Regions from separate parts of the Mus musculus genome. Here region 2 is linked to region 1. A link is a contact called in public HiChIP or PLAC-seq data. All regions are on one chromosome and are shown on one strand. Each heading gives the region's core, a stretch centred on a gene start, on an enhancer-like site or on the middle of the called end of the contact. The rest is flanking DNA. Distances are from core to core; before and after follow the strand shown. Region 1 holds the start of Sipa1l1 (signal-induced proliferation-associated 1 like 1). Region 2 holds the start of Dpf3 (D4, zinc and double PHD fingers, family 3).

Evidence for each region. HiChIP or PLAC-seq counts read pairs in DNA pulled down with a chosen protein or histone mark.
Region 2: an H3K4me3 HiChIP or PLAC-seq map of embryonic forebrain shows a contact between it and region 1, with 3 times the contacts expected there. The contact joins the promoter of Dpf3 here to the promoter of Sipa1l1 in region 1. A contact is called at or near these places in 1 of 39 promoter capture datasets (embryonic stem cells) and 2 of 115 datasets of contacts at active chromatin or transcription factors (astrocytes and embryonic forebrain).

The regions. Positions count from the first base shown.
Region 1 is chr12:82,308,881-82,313,716 of GRCm38.p6, reverse strand. Sipa1l1 (signal-induced proliferation-associated 1 like 1) reads right to left here and starts at 2,368. Exons shown (of 21, transcript NM_172579.3): 1 at 2,308-2,368.
Region 2 is chr12:83,485,645-83,490,480 of GRCm38.p6, reverse strand. It overlaps Dpf3 (D4, zinc and double PHD fingers, family 3), which reads left to right and starts at 2,745. Exons shown (of 11, transcript NM_001267625.1): 1 at 2,745-2,804. The coding sequence starts at 2,773.

The sequences.
Region 1 (4,836 bases), core at 1,119-3,618:
GACACCCAAATGGCGGCTCACAACTGGCTATAATCCTCCTCTGGCCTCTGTGGACAGATATGCATATAGGCAAAACCAAATACCATACACAAAATTAAAAACAAACAAAGGCAAGAGCACTGGCTCTAAGACCCAACACTGGCTCCCAGAGGAAACAGGGCACATCGAAGCTTCCTGAAGAGGCTCCCAGTGGTACAGGTATTGTTTCAGAGTGGCTACAGTCAGCTTGCGGGGAGATATCTTTTCTGTAACCACTGCCACAGATAAAGTAGTAGAATGACCAAGTGGTCAGTTTGAGGGCCCAGAAGGAAGCTTTGTAGGCCACCAGATACTGCTACAGTGCAGAAAACGCACAGATGAAGTTTGCCCACAGCCTATGCCCTGACCACAGGGTGAAGACTACCAAGGAAGTAAGAAGCTCATAGTGATAGCACCCTGTGAGAACCCAAACCTGCAGGGGTCAGTGAGCAGCAGACCATGCAGCCAAGGAAAGAGCTTTGGAGAGTGCACTCTACAAAAGCTGTCACCATGCTCATCGTGACTCACAGAGCAACACTGGATGTACTAACAGCACATCTTTCAAAGTGCCTATGACCAAACCAAAAGCCTTACACTGACCTTGTATCTCTTGTAAACCTCCTTGTGCTTTTACAGTGTGTGGCGTCTGCTTTTTTTTTTTTTTTTTTTTTTTCCTTTTCTTTTTGGAAGTTAAAACAAACACAAATCAGGCCTGGTAGAACAGTGCTGTGATCTCAGTGGGAGGTAGAGGTAGGAATACCAGGGTTCAATGCCAGCCTCAACCATACAGCAAGGCCAAGGCCAGCCTCAGATACAGGAGACCCACCTCAATAGAAAACGAAAGTGGAGCTGTGATTCCTGGGGGCAGAGGAGGGGAACATGGGTTTTAACTGCTTGATGGACGGACAAACGTCTCCTGTGCTGGAGAGATGGATGGGTGTGGATTATGTTCTTCCTCACACTGTTTTCATATCTGAAGCACTCATACTAATTTTTAAAATCAAAAACAAGTGTTAAAAACATGAGTACAATGTGTTCTAGGAAGATAGCACAGGTCCACGCTGCCTGCAGACACATCTTCTCTGAGAGCAAGGCTGGTGCCTGGGCCCAGGCGCTTCCTAGGCTCCGTGGACAGCTGAGTAAGAGGCACAAGCTTCTGGGTGAAAACGAAGAGAGAAAGAGCGCGCATCTCAAGGTTTATCCTCCCATCCTGAATACTAACTCACTAGAGCTCCCGCTGAGAGCAAAGAGGATGCCAGTCAACACCACGCCGTGCCAGTTTAATTTAACGGTATTATTTTGCCTTGCTTTGCAATTACTCCCACAGTCCCTGGGGGAAACTAATGGATTACTAAAAATAAAGTAGGGATTAAGTGAATCATTCGGGTGTTTTGGCTCCCATCTCAAACTGGCTTTAACAGAAAGGAAATGGACTGGCTCAAACACTGCGTATCTCAAGAGGGGACAGGCTTCAGGGCTGGCTGCCCTGGGTTCTGGATTTGTCTTCCATCCTGTGTGGTTTTCTCGCTCGGGCTGGGAGCCAGCAGGCTAAAGCCACACCAGACCTCACAACAGCATACAGTGACATCCAGGGAGAGTAGCGGAGGTTTCCCTGAGCTCTGTCCTAAGTATGAGGTGACTTCCGCCAGAAGATTAGGTACACCTGCCTCAGGGTCTCGAGCTGCAGAGTCACCCACTGGGGTCTCTTGGTGCAATCCTGCCACAGGGTCTCCCACCCAGAGTCTCACGAGCTAGAGCTAGAACTAGAACTAGAACTAGAACTAGAACTAGGGCTGTTTCTGAGACCATCCCCCTGGCTAGGCATTGCCTCAGAGTTGATGAAGGAGCCAAAGTTGGCAAGCCAGTTGTGGACAGGCAGCTTGAGACCACAGCTCAGCAGGTCCACCCTTCAGCTGTGCTCAGCCTCCCTGATCCCGAACACAAAGAATAGACAGCATAAGTGACACAGTTCAGCCATGCTGCCCATTCTGCTGGCCACTACAGGCAAACACTGGGTGTACAGGAACATGCAGGTCATGACTATCACCATGTTTTTGTATGTGAAAGTAAAAAAATTAAACCCCAGGAAATAAAGTGAATGCCCTGTGAAAAGAGGAAACTAAGTTGTTTTTCTTGGTTTTATATTTCTTTCTCTGCAATTAGAAACTCAAAACATACATATTGGGGTTTAACTAAGTGAATGTCCATTTGCCTGAATGCATCTGGGGGCTCCATCCCCAGGAAGATATTCAAACCCAGAAAGCCAAAGTTTGCAACATTGCTACTTACTGTGTTCTGGTGCCATGGCCACAGACTTAAGACAGCAGCGTCCACACTAATGACATATGACCTACAAACAAACAAGAAACACTTTGTAAGAGCATATGAAAGGCCACCAAGACTACACTGTTCACACAGTCTTGACAAGGGACTTATCTTTGAGGTGAACAGGCTGGCATTCATGAAGCAAGCAGCATTAATTGGGTTAGAAGTGGAGGTGTCTACAATACTAGCCCATTATAAATATTTCTAAGATCATCTGTGTCAACTGTAGGGCAAACTTTGTTTTTTATTTATTTCTAGACAGATTTCTCTCTATTATCCTGCCTATCCTGGGACTTGGTACGCAGACCAGACTGCCCTCAAACTCAGACATTCTCCTCTGACTCTGGAGTGCTAGAGTTAAAGCTGTGGGCTCCACACCCAGCCTTGGACTTTTCTTTCTTGCTTGCTTGCTTTCTTTCTTTACTTTCACACACTCACACACATGCACATGCAAACACACGCACGCGCGCACGTGTGGGGTGGTGTGTGCCTGTGGAGGTCAGAAAGGGGCACTGGACCCTCGGAAGCTGGAGTCCCTGCTGGGAACAGACTGAGTCTCCGAGGAGCAGGAGGCTCTTAGCTGCTGAACTGTTTCTCCAGCCACAGATCCAACTTTCCAAAATCAAAATAAGCAGCACATTTCAACTGAGTAATAGTGTTGACTTCTAAAACAAAGAGAGAAGAATAAGAAATGAACCTCAAACAGTATGTAGATTTAAAAGAAAATGTAAGAAGCCCGTTAGCCTGACCTCTCCAATACCCAATGAACCTAGTCCTAATAGAGCATGAACCTGGGAAATAAGCTTCAATTTCTAATTCTCTAAAAAAAAATGCACATGTCTGCCTCAGCAAAGACTCTTGAAGACTGGAATGGCTTTTAATATTCACAAATGAAATAGAGGAGTGCTGCCCCTGCCCAGCCTGGAGATCTAGTAACAGTACAGTGGAAGCCCACCTTGGTGGCACTTTTAGGAGGCCGAGGAGTTTGGGATCAGCACAGATAACACTGCAGCAAACATGGAAAATATTAAGAAGAACAGCAAAACACAACAGCAAATCACACCCTCGATTAAACGGACCTTATGATGGTTAGTTTTGAATGCCAGCTTCCCAAAATCTGGGAACCTAGTTTGAATTGAGCAATTATTTAGATCAGACTAGCGTGTGGGCAAGTCTGTGCAGGATGGCCTTGACTGCCAACTGATAAAGGGACACTCACTCAGACCACTATGGAAAACATCAGTCCCTGGTCAGGGAGCTCTGAACTGTATAGGGTAAGAAAAAGCCTAGAAGACAGGAGAAGCAGACAACATGAGTGTGTTCATATCTCTCTTGCTCCTGACTGTGGTGTGGTATGTCTTGTCACATTACTAATGGTTTGTTTAAAAAAAAAAACAAAAAAAGCTTTAACTTTTCAAGAAGCATCCCTGACTTGGACTAGTTCTGACTTCTAAACTTTCCATAACTTGCATCTTGGGTTCAGTGCACATTAATTGTGATAATCCATTTCACCATAAGCTTCAACTCAATATTGTAATTTCCTGAGGGGCAAGCAAATGATTGGGAGAAGTAGATTCCACAGAAGCCAGGGACCACAGACCACAGCCCCACAGTGCACGCTACATTTCATTCATCAGGCTTTATCAAGAGAGAAAAAGAGAAGAGAAGAAAATGTATGGATGGGAGTGAAGTCTGTTCACTCCACCGCACAACTGGCACCAGCAAGAAACTGGAAAGCCCTGGAAGCTAACCCAGGAAGATTAAGTTCCAGACATCTGTGCAAAGGGGCCTCTGACCATCTGCCACCCTCCCCTGCAGCAGGCCTTCCCTGACCAGGAGAGTGTCACTGCAGAGGTGCTCTCCTAGTGCCTTAAGGAATGCCCCTAACTCCAGAAAGACAAAACACTAAGATCCAAAGAAGCTGGCTAAGTGGATGTAAATTATTACGACCAAAACCCATTTCCTGGGCTGGTGAGATGGCTCAGTGGGTAAGAGCACCCGACTGCTCTTCCGAAGGTCAGGAGTTCAAATCCCAGCAACCACATGGTGGCTCACAACCATCTGTAACAAGATCTGACTCCCTCTTCTGGAGTGTCTGAAGACAGCTACAGTGTACTTACATTAATAAAATAAATAAATCTTAAAAAAAAAAAAAAAAAAAAACCATTTCCTTTGACTTTGTTTCTTCTGAAAGATCCAGGGGCACATGGCACATAAAACTTCTATTAAATACACCTGCATGTGTTTCTCTTGTTTGTCTACCTTTCAATACAGGAGCCTGAGCCATGAAAAGCAATGTATCTCCCAACAACATGAACAGAAATGTTCAGAGCAGTGTGGCCCCTGGAGCCAAAACCTAGAAGCCTTTGCAATGTGTATCCACATCAGAAGAGAATAAAGGAGTTCCCTAGAATAGAATATGAAAAAAAAGGAGAAGGACAAAGCACTGCCTGCCTTCAGCAGAGCTGATCTGCTCTCATGATCACTCAGGTC
Region 2 (4,836 bases), core at 1,496-3,995, 1.2 Mb before region 1:
AGATCGTGTGTATATTTGACACATCTCAGTTAGAATGACCACTTATCAAATGTTCAATAGTCACCTGGGCTCAGGATGCTCTGGTTGGACTCCAATGCTCACTGCTACCTGGGGGAGATGGAGATGTCATTATTCTGGTTCCCTTCTGCATCCCAAATAGCCTGCTTAGCCACCTAGACTAAGGCAGAAACGATGGGGTTCATATCCATGCATGAACCAATAGAGCTTTAGAAATGGGATTGTGTCTCCCTCCCTCCCTCCCTCCCTCCCTCCCTCCCTCCCTCTCTTCCTCCCTCCCTCCCTCCCTCCCTCCCTCCCTCCCTCCCTCCCTCTCTTCCCTTTATCACCATCCTTTCCCTTTTTCCCTTGGGCTGTCAGAGACTGAACCCAAAGGCAGATATGTATTTGGTAGGCTCTGAGTCCCTGAGCTAGCCCTTTGACTTGTGATTAGTTTAATTTTATGTGTATGAGTGTTTTGTATGTCTGTGTACCATGTGCATGCCCGTGGTGTCTGCATTGTCCAGGAGAGGGCATCAGATCTTCCCTGGAACTCTTGTTAGAAGGCTGTGGGCCACCATGCAGGTGCTGGGGGTTGCCCTAGGTCCTCATAAGGACCAACGTGTGCTCTTAACCATTACACCATCTCTCCAGCCCTCCAAGTGTGATTAAAAAAAAAGTTTTGATATCACAACCAGTAAGAAGGGTTTAGGTTTATGGAGTTAAATCATGGAAACATTGCTATCAATGTTGTTCGTTTGCTCTAATCAATGCGTTTCAGAAGTAAGAGAATTATTTCTATCCCATTGTTGTCATCTTCTCGGGATTCCCTATATTCTTTATGTCACCAGCTGGCAAATGGTGGGCAGACAGATGGGTTTCAGAGTCTATATTACTATTGTACAGCACTGCTGAACACCAGACTTTAATTCTGGTCCAGGCTCCTGTCTCCTTTAAGCATGTTTACTCTTAAGTCCCTTGCTTTTGAAGATTTTGGTCCAAATCTGTGTCCTTTTAATCTATGATACAAAACCCAAAGTTAATAATACCTCTATATTTCTCAGAAGTGATAAAAGTGACTATAAAGTCAGAATTGTATTGACAGTTAAAATGACATTCCATGAAGTACAAAAGCCAAGGCAATACGATTTGGGGGGGGGGCGTGGGGAGACAGGGAGATGAGACTGGGTTTCCATGTTGGGGGGTGGGTATCCATATGTAGTTCAGGCTGGTTTTGAACTTTAAGGGAGCACCATTGTACCTGGTTCTGTTTAGAATTCATTAATGCCAGTTTTCTCAACATGAGACTCTGTAACGAGAAGAGAGGGTGGGAGAACATCACCCTACTAGGCAAACAAAGAGTTAAATATTTCCAGTCTGCACGCACAGACTCACTCAGCTTTGCTGGGCTTATCTGTAACTCTAATAGTGAATGGAGCTGGAATCTGAAAGTTCTGGACTGCTTTGTAATTGTATTTTACTTTATTCATCGAGAGTCGTAAAAGGCGAGAGCAGGTGGAATTGTGAACTGCAATTCAGCATCTCTCGGTTTCCTTTTCACTTCCCAGCCCCCAGCTATTTGACCTGATTAAACAGCCAAGGGGGCCATAGCCCGGCTTCTATAAGCTAACGATGCCTGTGCCCTCTAAGTGATTTCATGAGTTTTCGCCCACTCCGAGTCTCCCTGTGCTCCGTGGAAGTCTGAGTTCGCAGAAGTCTCTCAGTTTCTTCTGGGGTTTATCAGATTCTGAGCAGCCGCATACTGGGGAAGCCAGGAGTCACGTCTGAACATTCACTTGCAAATTCTTTTCACCTCCTATCTTAGTCCAGAAAGGTGACGCCTGAATTCTCAGAGCCGTTCCCAGAGGGGACTCAGGCAACACCTACCTCAGGCTCTAACAATTTTTGCATAGTTACTGACTTCCCTAGCTGCGTTTCCTAAAGTTGCCTCAAAATTTCCCCAACCTTCTGCCTAAAAAGCGCCAGGTCTCACTTCGCTCCCAAGCTGGCCATGTCAGATCAGTGTGAATCGTTGACAGTGGAGAACGGTGGTCGTAGGGGACCGCGCGGAGTGACCACCCGTGAATTACGTAACAAAAGCCGTGGCTGTCCGCAAGCCTGACACTGAGACATTCCAGGAGGAAGGGAGTTGCTGTCCTGGACTCTCCAGTTCTCAGAAACCGCCCGGGGAAGGTGGCTGAGATCAAGAAAACACTTCGGGAACAAGAATATTGAACAGCCGCGGAACCCAGAACATTATTAGCAAACAGTGGAACACGAGTAGTAATTTCTTGGAGGAAACTGCAGCCTTCCAACTTTTTGCACTGCAACACGGTGGTGTACAAGGAGCTCGGGGGTTAAAAACCGTGATTTACAAAGCCCAGAGCTAATGAATGGGGTTAAGTGGTTTTGTTGGCACTATGTAAATATTCTTGTCCAGGAGCGCAAACTCTGCAGTTATTTAGCAAAGTAGGGACTCCAACTAAGCGAGAATGCTCTCCCATGTTGTCTCCACGAGTTCCAATCTAAAAGGGCGCTACTAACACGGTACTGCCCCTTTAAGACCTGCTCGCTCTCGGGCTCTACAAAAGGGAGTGACCTCTGGGCTTTGACAGCTCCCCTAATAACTACCACCACGCAGGCCCCGCCCACTTGGCGACCAGCCGCGCCGATTGGCCGGTAGGCCGGTATCCCGTGCTCTGATTGGCCTGCCGCTTCCCCTGAGCGAACCTTTAGAACTCTGAGACAGACAATATTCTGTTACATTGTAGCAAAATGGCGACTGTCATTCACAACCCCCTGAAAGCGTAAGTAAGACTAAAAAATGTACATATTCCGCGTGGTTTCAATATGAAAAAAAGGCGCCTTGTGGAGCGCAGCCGGCGCCCGGCTCTCGCAGACACCTCCCGCTGCGCCCGGGCTCCTCTTTTCTTCCTGCTCTTACTTCTTCATCTTTTTTTTTCCTCCCAGCGCGCAGAAATGTCAGGAGATGCAATTAACAAAAAGAAAATTGTTACATTTGTGTTCTGCTTAATTGGCTGACCGGGACCGGGAGGGAACACAGAGCGGCGGCGCCGGCTCAGGAGCTGCGGGGGTCGTGAGCAGCCCGGGTCTTCACGGTTCTCGGAGTCCCCTGCCTCTCCCGGCGCCGCGCGGAGCTGGCTGAGGCTGGCCAGAGCGCGGGGTTGGCTGAGCCTGGCCGGAGCGCGGGGCAGAGACCGCGTCGTGCGCTCGGCTGAGCCCTGCACTCCAAGCCCGAACCTTCCCGGCCCCGCTGCTCGTCCACCCAGGCGGGCAGACGGACCGCAGCGGCTGCGGAGTTTTGCAGGGCGTTCGCTCTGCCTTCCGAGCTCTCGCAGGGAGTTTGTGTAAACCTTCCGGAGTTGGGAGGACAGCGCGCGGAGCGGCGGGTCCCGGGAGTCCTGGGGCCCAGGTGCTTGCCCCGGGCTTTTCCACTCCGGCAGCCGGGGATCAGGCAGGCGCTCCGGGCGGTCGCCGGTGTGTCTGTGTATTTGTAGGCTAACTGGCTCTAGTAAATTAACGATCCGGGTTAACTTGGGGTTGATATGGAGGCAGGGAAACTGCAGGTCTTATAAATGGTGTGCTTGCCTGCTCTGGGTGAAAAGCCGAGGCGGTGGAGGCGGCGGTGGAGGGCTCTGGCGACAGCGAGGGGCAGGTGCCTCCCGGAGACTTTGAGCGGACACAGGGGGGCGGGCTGCGCAAGGACTCGCGGGGGCCGGTTCCCGATCGGAGCTGCCTGCCCGCCGGTCTTCCTTCCTTCCTTCCTTCCTTCCTTCCTTCCTTCCTTCCTTCCTTCTTCCAGTCGGTGGACTGAATATGAAGCCGCAAGTCCGCGGGTGATCGCGGAGCCGGGGGTGGCCTCGGAAAACTAGTGTGGCTCTCAAGGGGCGCTATTGGCAGGCATGTTGGCAGAGGGTGGATCCTTGGGAATCGCGGCGCGGCGTGGGCACCCAGTGGGTGCCCGGTGTACTAGGACTTCCCCGCCCTGATGAAAGCCAGTGGGAGTCGGAGGGTGAGCGTGGGTGTTTAGTGCCAATTCTTCCCGGTGTGTGTCAGTGGTCGATCTTGGCTCTTTTAGCTGCGCGCTACAGCGTCCCTGGCTATGGGAGTCGAAAACACCGTTCGCTTTGGGGAGCAGCAGGGCGGCGGCGAGAGAGTGTGCGTGGGATTCCTAGTGCCAAGAAACCCGTAGGGAGAACCCGCTGCGTTTGCACCAGCCAACAACCAGGAATAGGGCAGGGATGTCCCAGATCTTGGAGTTTCCATGAGATATTGCTGTAAAGACGGAGGCTGAGCTTGATGCGAGTTCCTGGCTCCCGTTCTCGTTCGGAAGCTCAGCTACTTTGCACTCGCGACAGCGTCTCACCGAAGAGAGAAATTGTTTTATGGCAGAAGAAATGGGCGTAACTTCCCCGCTCCTCGCCGACTCCCGCCGCCACACCGCTGGGGCTGGGAGTTTCTCCAGAACCCACACACAGCTGATTTGCAATTTCCTCATTTCCAGCCGAAATCACGTAGCCGAGCTGATGCTGCTTGGTAAACTCAAGTCGGAGAGATCTATTTGCTATGTGTACAGGGTTCTTCATTGGCAAAGCGGCATCCTTGATGCCCGGGAGCGGGCTTACGCTCGGGCGCGCGCAGGAGCTCCACACTCCTGGGTCCCCCAGATCTTTCCACTTTTTTTTTTTTTTTCCACAGAAGAGTGCATGTATAAGAAATTGTGGGGGAGAAGGAACAGAGAAGCTAGAAGGTGGCCAATCAGTTAATAGAACTAGTTCAGATTTACACTTGTATCCCTTAATAATTGGAAATACTTGC